Regions from separate parts of the Danio rerio genome. Here region 2 is linked to region 1. The links are chromatin contacts, called in public Micro-C maps. All regions are on one chromosome and are shown on one strand. Each heading gives the region's core, a stretch centred on a gene start, on an enhancer-like site or on the middle of the called end of the contact. The rest is flanking DNA. Distances are from core to core; before and after follow the strand shown. Region 1 holds the start of rpl13 (ribosomal protein L13). Region 2 holds the start of cyb5b (cytochrome b5 type B).

Region 1 (3,798 bases), core at 140-2,639:
TACAGTGCATTATATTTGTATCTTTGCACCACTGTTTTTAATCAAGGCTTGTGTTTTGGTTTATTATATTTCTCAGATGCGCTAAATTACAAAATCATCCTAATCAATCGATGTATATATGCGTCACAGAAGAATAAAATAATGCAATGCCAGTTTTTTCCAATATCGTGCAGCCCAAATGTTTTGTGCAAAAAAAATAACAATAAACAAATAAAATAGTAAATATGATTTTGCTTTCCTAAAGCACTCCTGCATCAGGTCAGGGTGTGTGTTTACTATGGGCAATACGATGCATTGCCATTAGAGTCAGTAGCAGAACAGGCAAGCGACATATTGCCCATAGTAAACCCACTGTGATCTGAAGCAAAAGACATTGGGAATTTTTTTTTTGGCATAAAAATAAAGTTTAACCACTTAAGTCAGTTTTTGGCTCCTTGTCTGGACTTTGAACATCTCAGGACCCTTGCTAACTAGGATATAAGAGCTCTTGAAATTCATCTAAAATATTTTCATTTATCTTTTAAAAAAAAAAAATGAAGGTTTCGGGGCATTGGAAGGGCATGATGAGTAATTATTTATGCCTTTTTTGAGAACTAATCCTTCAATGTGTCATTTATACCAGAAAATTAAAACAGCCATTTACTCAGCCTCATGTCATCCAAACTCAAGTTTATAAAAAGAAATTCTGAAAGGACCTCTACTGAAAGACTGCACTGAAAATTTAAGTCCGAACACGCCATTTAAATAAATAAATAAATAAAAAACATAAGAAAATTAATCAAGTGTTGAAGAGCATTTAAATCAGGTGTTAAACTAAATTAAAATGTGTAAATAAAAGGCTTAACTAAATTGGTTCGTTCAAACTAAACATAAGAATTGGGGAAAGAAAATCACTTTGTTCTAGGCATGATAATATATATATATATATATATATATATATATATATATATATATATATATATATATTAAAGACTAAGTAAAAGTGTTTGGAACATGTGTAAATGACCTTTTTAATTTTTAGCCGACCTTTTCCTGAACATCAGGCACTGACTAGACAACTGTACCTTCAGCTCCTCCAAGGTGAAGCCACGTCCGGCACGGACCTTGGTGTGGTAGCGGATGGTCGGACACCTGACTACTGGCCGAAGAGGTCCAGAAACTGGTCTTGGAGCAATACGACGGGCCTTTGCCTGGCGGGCCTTACGTCTGAGGTACAAATGAGATGAATTAAAATAAAGTGATGCTCATCATAAACCTTCAACACATGTGTGGACACACTTATTACCTGCGGATCTTTCTGGCAGGCTGGTTGAACCAGGTGCGCACTCTCTTCTGCCAGTCTTTATGAAAGTGAGGGTTCAAAATCATGCCATTCCGGCTGGGAGCCATGGTTGTTCACTCCTAATGCGAAAATAAACAGTTCACATATACAGTAGTCAACATTTGAAGTGAACCAAAAAATTTTATCAAAGTAGTCCTAAAACTATTCCACACCCATTCTCCTCGTAGGACAATTAAAAACCTATTCATCCATTCCAGACGTTGACAACAGTCGATACAGTAAAAAAAGAAATCCGTACACTGCACTTAAGCTCTGAAAAAGGATTTATTATAACATTTCAACCTACATGGTCTTCAACAGACTACTGTTGACAACTTAAGGTACAGTTGGGTTTTTATTTGCACACGGACTTTCTCCTTAATGTCATTTGCAAACTCTAAATAGTGAAGTCATATTAGCAGCCAATAATAACAAACTACAACAAAGTTTAAAGTCAATTAAATAGTGCTAATATTGTTTTCAAGTCATATTTACATGATTTCGGATCTTATATTCAATTTAGTGTAGTAGATAACATAGGGAGCTTTAAATAAATGAAGGACGGTGAGAATATACAACCAACTTTACCTCAATACACAACTTTAACCTTTGCTTCATGAATACTTATGACACATTTGCTTATATTCAAGTGATAGTTCACCACAAAATGAAATTGTGCTCTCAATTAAGTGGTTAAAAAAAACTGAGTTTTTTTTCAGCTGCACAAGATATTCGGGGAAAACAGGCTAAAAAGCGTGTAACCGCTGACTTGAACAGTAGGAAAAACAAATACTATGGAAGTCAATGGTTACAGGTTTCCTCAGAATGTTGTGTTCAACAGAAGACAGAAACTCTAATTATTTAAAACCAGTATAAAGGTCGAGAACATGGCCAGATTTGGGTGAACTACCCCTTAAATCCACAAGCCACTATGCTGCATGTCGGCTCAGTTACTCGGACGCTGTCATGCTTGTGGACCACGGCGCTAATAATACAACCAACTTGAGTTAAAAAGGCAGATAATAAGCTTTAGCCCACTTTTAAAGTGCCGTATTAGTTAGCTCTGCATTAACACAGCAATTGGTTAGGTAAAAGCGGCTACATGTTGGAAATACACATCCAAACATGAATTGAAAACCGCCACAGTGCTCGGTGTCAAAAAACTACTCGTTTATTTTTTCTCAACATTGTCTAACTTCAACAATACAGCCAGTAACGGGTATAAAACTACGACCAGATTCAGGTTTTATGACTTAAATGATTGCAAGATAACTTAGAACTGAGGATTAATACGGATAAACTACATGTTTAGCTGGAATAAATGAACATACCGTCCTTAGCGGAAAATGGCTGAAAGGGAAAAGGAAGTGACAACGCAGGGTTTTATGGGAAGTGAAGAAAACAGCCAATAGCGTTGAGCGAAGCGCCAGTGTGCAGGAAGTGTGAAGCTGGGTTTCGTTGCGATAAATCAACACGTGGATACTGGACAGAGGCACATTAAAAGTTCGACAAGTAGCAGTTCAGTGACAGACCACAGTCGTGCAGAAAATACAGATATTGTTTGTCATGCAATACACAAAACTCATCAGGCTTTGAACAACTTCAGTTGTGTGTAACGAATCTAAAACATCTGAAAGTCTAATGTTTATCAGTACATTACAGAAAATAATGAACTTCATCACAATATGCTAATTAAAAAAAAACACCTGCATGTTACTATTATTTTCATTTTGACGGACGTGATTGAAAATCGATCACTAGTGGGCGCTGTAAGACGTGTTATGCAGGACTTCCCCTCATAATATGTTGATTGTAGCAAAATTTTATATCCACAAATGTAGATTTGTTAAAGTTTCTCCTTGTTTCAAAACATTTAAAATGATTGCAAAATTTTATATAAATCTAAAAAACAGGTAAAAACAAAAGATGCCTTGAGCTTCTGTCAACTTAGATGGACTGACCCCCCTGAATGTAATGTATTTTCTTTTTGTATTGTTTAAAATTTATTTATGTTGTTATTATTATTTTGTAATGTTTTGTTTATTATATGCTGCTTGGATCTAATGTTATCTATGTTTAACAATGGAAGTTGAAAATGCCTCTTTGTTATTTAAGGATTAAATAATAATAATAATAAAAGCTTTACTTCCCCTCATGAAACAATACTATAGTATTCAATAGTATTTATTGAGCCATCCTGTAGCAACGTTTATAATATTTACAACATGTTGTTAATGAATGCACCAACTATAGTAATCTGAAACAAAAACTGTAGTATTCTTCGTTTTAACTACAGTAAACTGAGTGTGTTGTACTTTATCATGTAGTATTGGGTGATATGTCTGTATTACTAATTGTTTCATTACAATAATTACTATAGAATTACCACAACAGATTAATTTAAATACTTTATTATAGTATGACCCAAAAGCAGTGTAGTAATTATTTAATATGGATTATCAAAAAGCAGTTTTATT
Region 2 (3,606 bases), core at 900-3,399, 270 kb before region 1:
ATCCTAAAAAACTATAAACTAAAAATAAAAATGTAAAATTCTTACATATACCGTAGGAACGGTATAACAGACAAAAACTGGCAGTTTAAAAACCTTGACTTTTCCAAATCACGATATACTGTGAAAGCGGTTATCGTCCCATGCCTAATTACAAGCAAGAGATTTTTGAATGAGGGGTGCATTACTTGATTTAAAAATAATTGTAAAAATAAAAGTAAAAACACACACCATCTATTATCTGTGATTAGCTTGTGCTGTGTGTCATCGTGACGTGTAGTTTAATGTTTTTTGAAAGGTGTGCGGGTAAGCGAAGGCTGCACCGGACCGTGGCCAAGCCAAAACCATGTTTTCTTGTAATTGAATGGCTAATAATTCTGACTTCAACTATATATATATATATATATATATATATATATATATATATATATATATATATATATATATATATATATATAGTTGAAGTCAGAATTATTAGCCTCTCTTTTCAAAATTACTAGCCTCTTTCAGCTAATCTTTTTTACGATATATATATATATATATATATATATATATATATATATATATATATATATATATATATATGATATCATTATAGGCATCACAGTGGGTAACACAATTGCCTGACAGCAAGACTTCCGCTGGTTCGAGCCATGGCTGGGTCAGCTGGCACTTCTGTATGGAGTTTGCATGTTCTCCCTGTGTTCGCGTGGGGTTCCTCCAGGTGCTCTGGTTTACCCCACAGTTCAAACACATGTGCTATGGGTGAATTGGGTAAGCTAAATTGGCTGTAGAGTGTGTGTGTTAATGCAAGAGTGTATGGGTGTTTTCCAGTGTTGCTGGAAGGGCATCCACCGAGTAAAACATGATGGATAAGTTGGAGGTTTATTCCGCTGTGGCGACCCCTGTTAATAAAGGTACTAAGCTAAAAAGAAAATGAATAAATAAAATATAATGAATAATACATTTAAGGGACTTTGCTGAGAACTATTTTATATAAAAGTATTGAAAAATGATAATTATTATTTAAGTAATAGTCATACACAACTTGAGAAAAATAAGAGCAGTTACTGTGTTATATTCTACTTATAATAAATCAATATCAACTGTGGTCATGAAACAAAATTGTATAGTTTTTTGTAGTCATATTTATTTTATAAGAGAGGTATTATTTAAAATAATTTATAATAGATGTTTTGAGCAAAAGTATTTAATAAAACATCAAATATGACTTTCTCAAATAACTAAAAGAATCACTGGAGGCAGACTCGTCCTGGTGATTCATAATAAAGATTCGATTCCCGACGCGCTCGGTTTCACACGACATCATAATAATTATGTCATACAAAAATTACAATATTAATCAAATCTAGGCTATAGAAGATCCTCAAAATAATATTGCAAGTAAATAAATGTAAAACTTATAACACCAGTCGGTGAGAACTGGAATCGTTTATGTGACAGCTCAACGTGCACAGGCTAGCCGGGCAGCTAAATGGCTAACACACAACCATTCAGTGTCTTCCTATATGTTTTGATAGTAAATGCGTACAATTAATGTTATTTAGATAAATAATTCAGTGCTGTTTGCTTCAAAGAATCTTCAGTTATTAACTCACAGATAGGGCCAAAGGAACTTTGCTGAGCTTGACAGCAGCCTCGATTGTGCAACTAGAAACGATCCATCTGTAAATTAGTAACTAATATAAGCCAGTACGTAACATATAACGATATAAATACCAGCTATGTAAAATAATGCAGGTTTTACTGCTGTACTGTAAAACAGCTGATGTTGAAGACCATAATGAAACTCCAACTCTCTCTTACCTCCTCCATGAAACTTGTGATATCGTAAACTTTATCGTGAATGATGAGCCACGTGTCTTTGCCCATGTTATGCACTTGAACCTCCTTGCGTGTATAATATTTTACACCGCTATCCTCTTGCGTGCTTTCATTCTTCGTGTTCTGGTTCTCTCTGCCCACTGAGCTCCCAGTCTCTTCCCCCATTTTCACTCCGTGTCGCTCGCTTTCTCTGCTGCAGTTATGCGGAAAACCAGTGTGTAGGTTTGTCTGTTTGTTGCTTATAGACGTTTTTTTATGACACCCAAAACTGCTCAGCTCAGCTCTTGTTTAGCCGGCACACCATTTCACCATTAGTCACGAGAAATGACCCTTTCCATTCGCTTGAAGCGCACCAGCCAATCAGCGCTCAGATCACTTGCCACACGGCCAGTAGTAGCCAATTAGAATCAACAGCAGAGCATCACGAGACCACCAAATGCCACGCAGGTTATATTACGCACGTCACGTTACGCAACCCCAAAAGTCCTTAATACTGAAAAGTCCCAAATACCTTGTTATTTTTTTAATTGAGGGGGTTGTTGTATTATTAATCATACAGTGTGTAATAATTGATTTAAAATTGATTGATTTAAAAATGATTGAAAATATAATCTTTAATGTGGGTTCCACATGTTGTTCCGAAACAAATCAATTTAAATGATTACTTGTTGATGAAATGGATATATATATATATATATATATATATATATATATATATATATATATATATATATATATATATATATATATATATATATATATATATATATATATATATATATATATATATATGATCTATAAAGTAACTTTAGGACACAGCCAGAAATGATAAAACCTTGATGTGAGTGATAAACCTTGATGTGAGTTATTTTTTCTACGGTTACTCTGTACGCTTAATACTAAAAGCAAAGCAGCTGTTGTATAATGGCTAGTTTTAAGGTATTTCCTCACTTCATCATTCTCAAAAGCTTCATCTCTGAGCTAACTATTCAACAAAGACTAACTGATAAAGTTTGCTAATGACTTCAACAGAGTGCTGGATTAAAACAATTAAGTTGTCCCAAAAAAAACTTAGAAATTGTGTTGTTTTGACTCATTTTAAATAAGTACTTTGAACAAGCATGTCATTTTAGTGTGTAGTACAGGTGGTTCAAAGTAACTTTAGGACACAGATATGATGATTTGAGAATTATGTTAGCTATGTTTCTACTCTGTAGCCGCTAAAATGCTAAAAACAAAGCAGCTGTTGTTAAGGTATTCACTTACTTTATCATTCTCAAATGCCTCATCTCTATGCTTAACTGTTCAACAAAGTCTTAACTGAATAAGACATATTTGCGTATGACTTCTGCAGAGTGCTGGATTACCCTGCTGAAAAATCCTGCTTAAACCAGCCTAGACCGGTTGGCTGGTTTTAGCTGGTCGACCAGCCTGGTTGTAGAGGGGTTTTGGCCATTTCCAGTCTGGTTTCCAGCCTGGTTCATGTTTGGCCCTTGTCTGAAAGCCAGACTTGGTCCAGTCATGTACAGTAATTCACTGCATGTGGGCCAGGCAAAAGCTGATTGTATGGGCCAGAAATATTTTGCTATGAGGGAATAGTCTTAACAAGCACAACTTCGAATAACAAAAATAAATAAATAAATGCAGTAGCAAGTAAACTATACAATTCACTTTTAGTGGTTCCATTTAGTGATTACTAATGGGGACACAAAGCACTACAGTCTATTATTAAACGCACAGTCCCATTAGAAAAGAGCTAGAAAT

Evidence for each region. Hi-C and Micro-C count contacts between places; a contact is called where the count stands out from the background.
Region 2: a contact with region 1 is called in a Micro-C map of caudal fin, with 6 times the contacts expected there. The contact joins the promoter of cyb5b here to the promoter of rpl13 in region 1. A contact is called at or near these places in 4 of 18 Hi-C or Micro-C datasets (caudal fin, embryo, hematopoietic stem cells and 1 more) and 2 of 4 datasets of contacts at active chromatin or transcription factors (caudal fin and embryo).

The regions. Positions count from the first base shown.
Region 1 is chr7:72,907,208-72,911,005 of GRCz12tu, reverse strand. rpl13 (ribosomal protein L13) reads right to left here and starts at 1,389. Exons shown (of 5, transcript NM_198143.1): 1 at 1,286-1,389; 2 at 1,065-1,206. The coding sequence starts at 1,389.
Region 2 is chr7:73,175,839-73,179,444 of GRCz12tu, reverse strand. It overlaps cyb5b (cytochrome b5 type B), which reads right to left and starts at 2,149. Exons shown (of 5, transcript NM_212876.1): 1 at 1,825-2,149. The coding sequence starts at 2,007.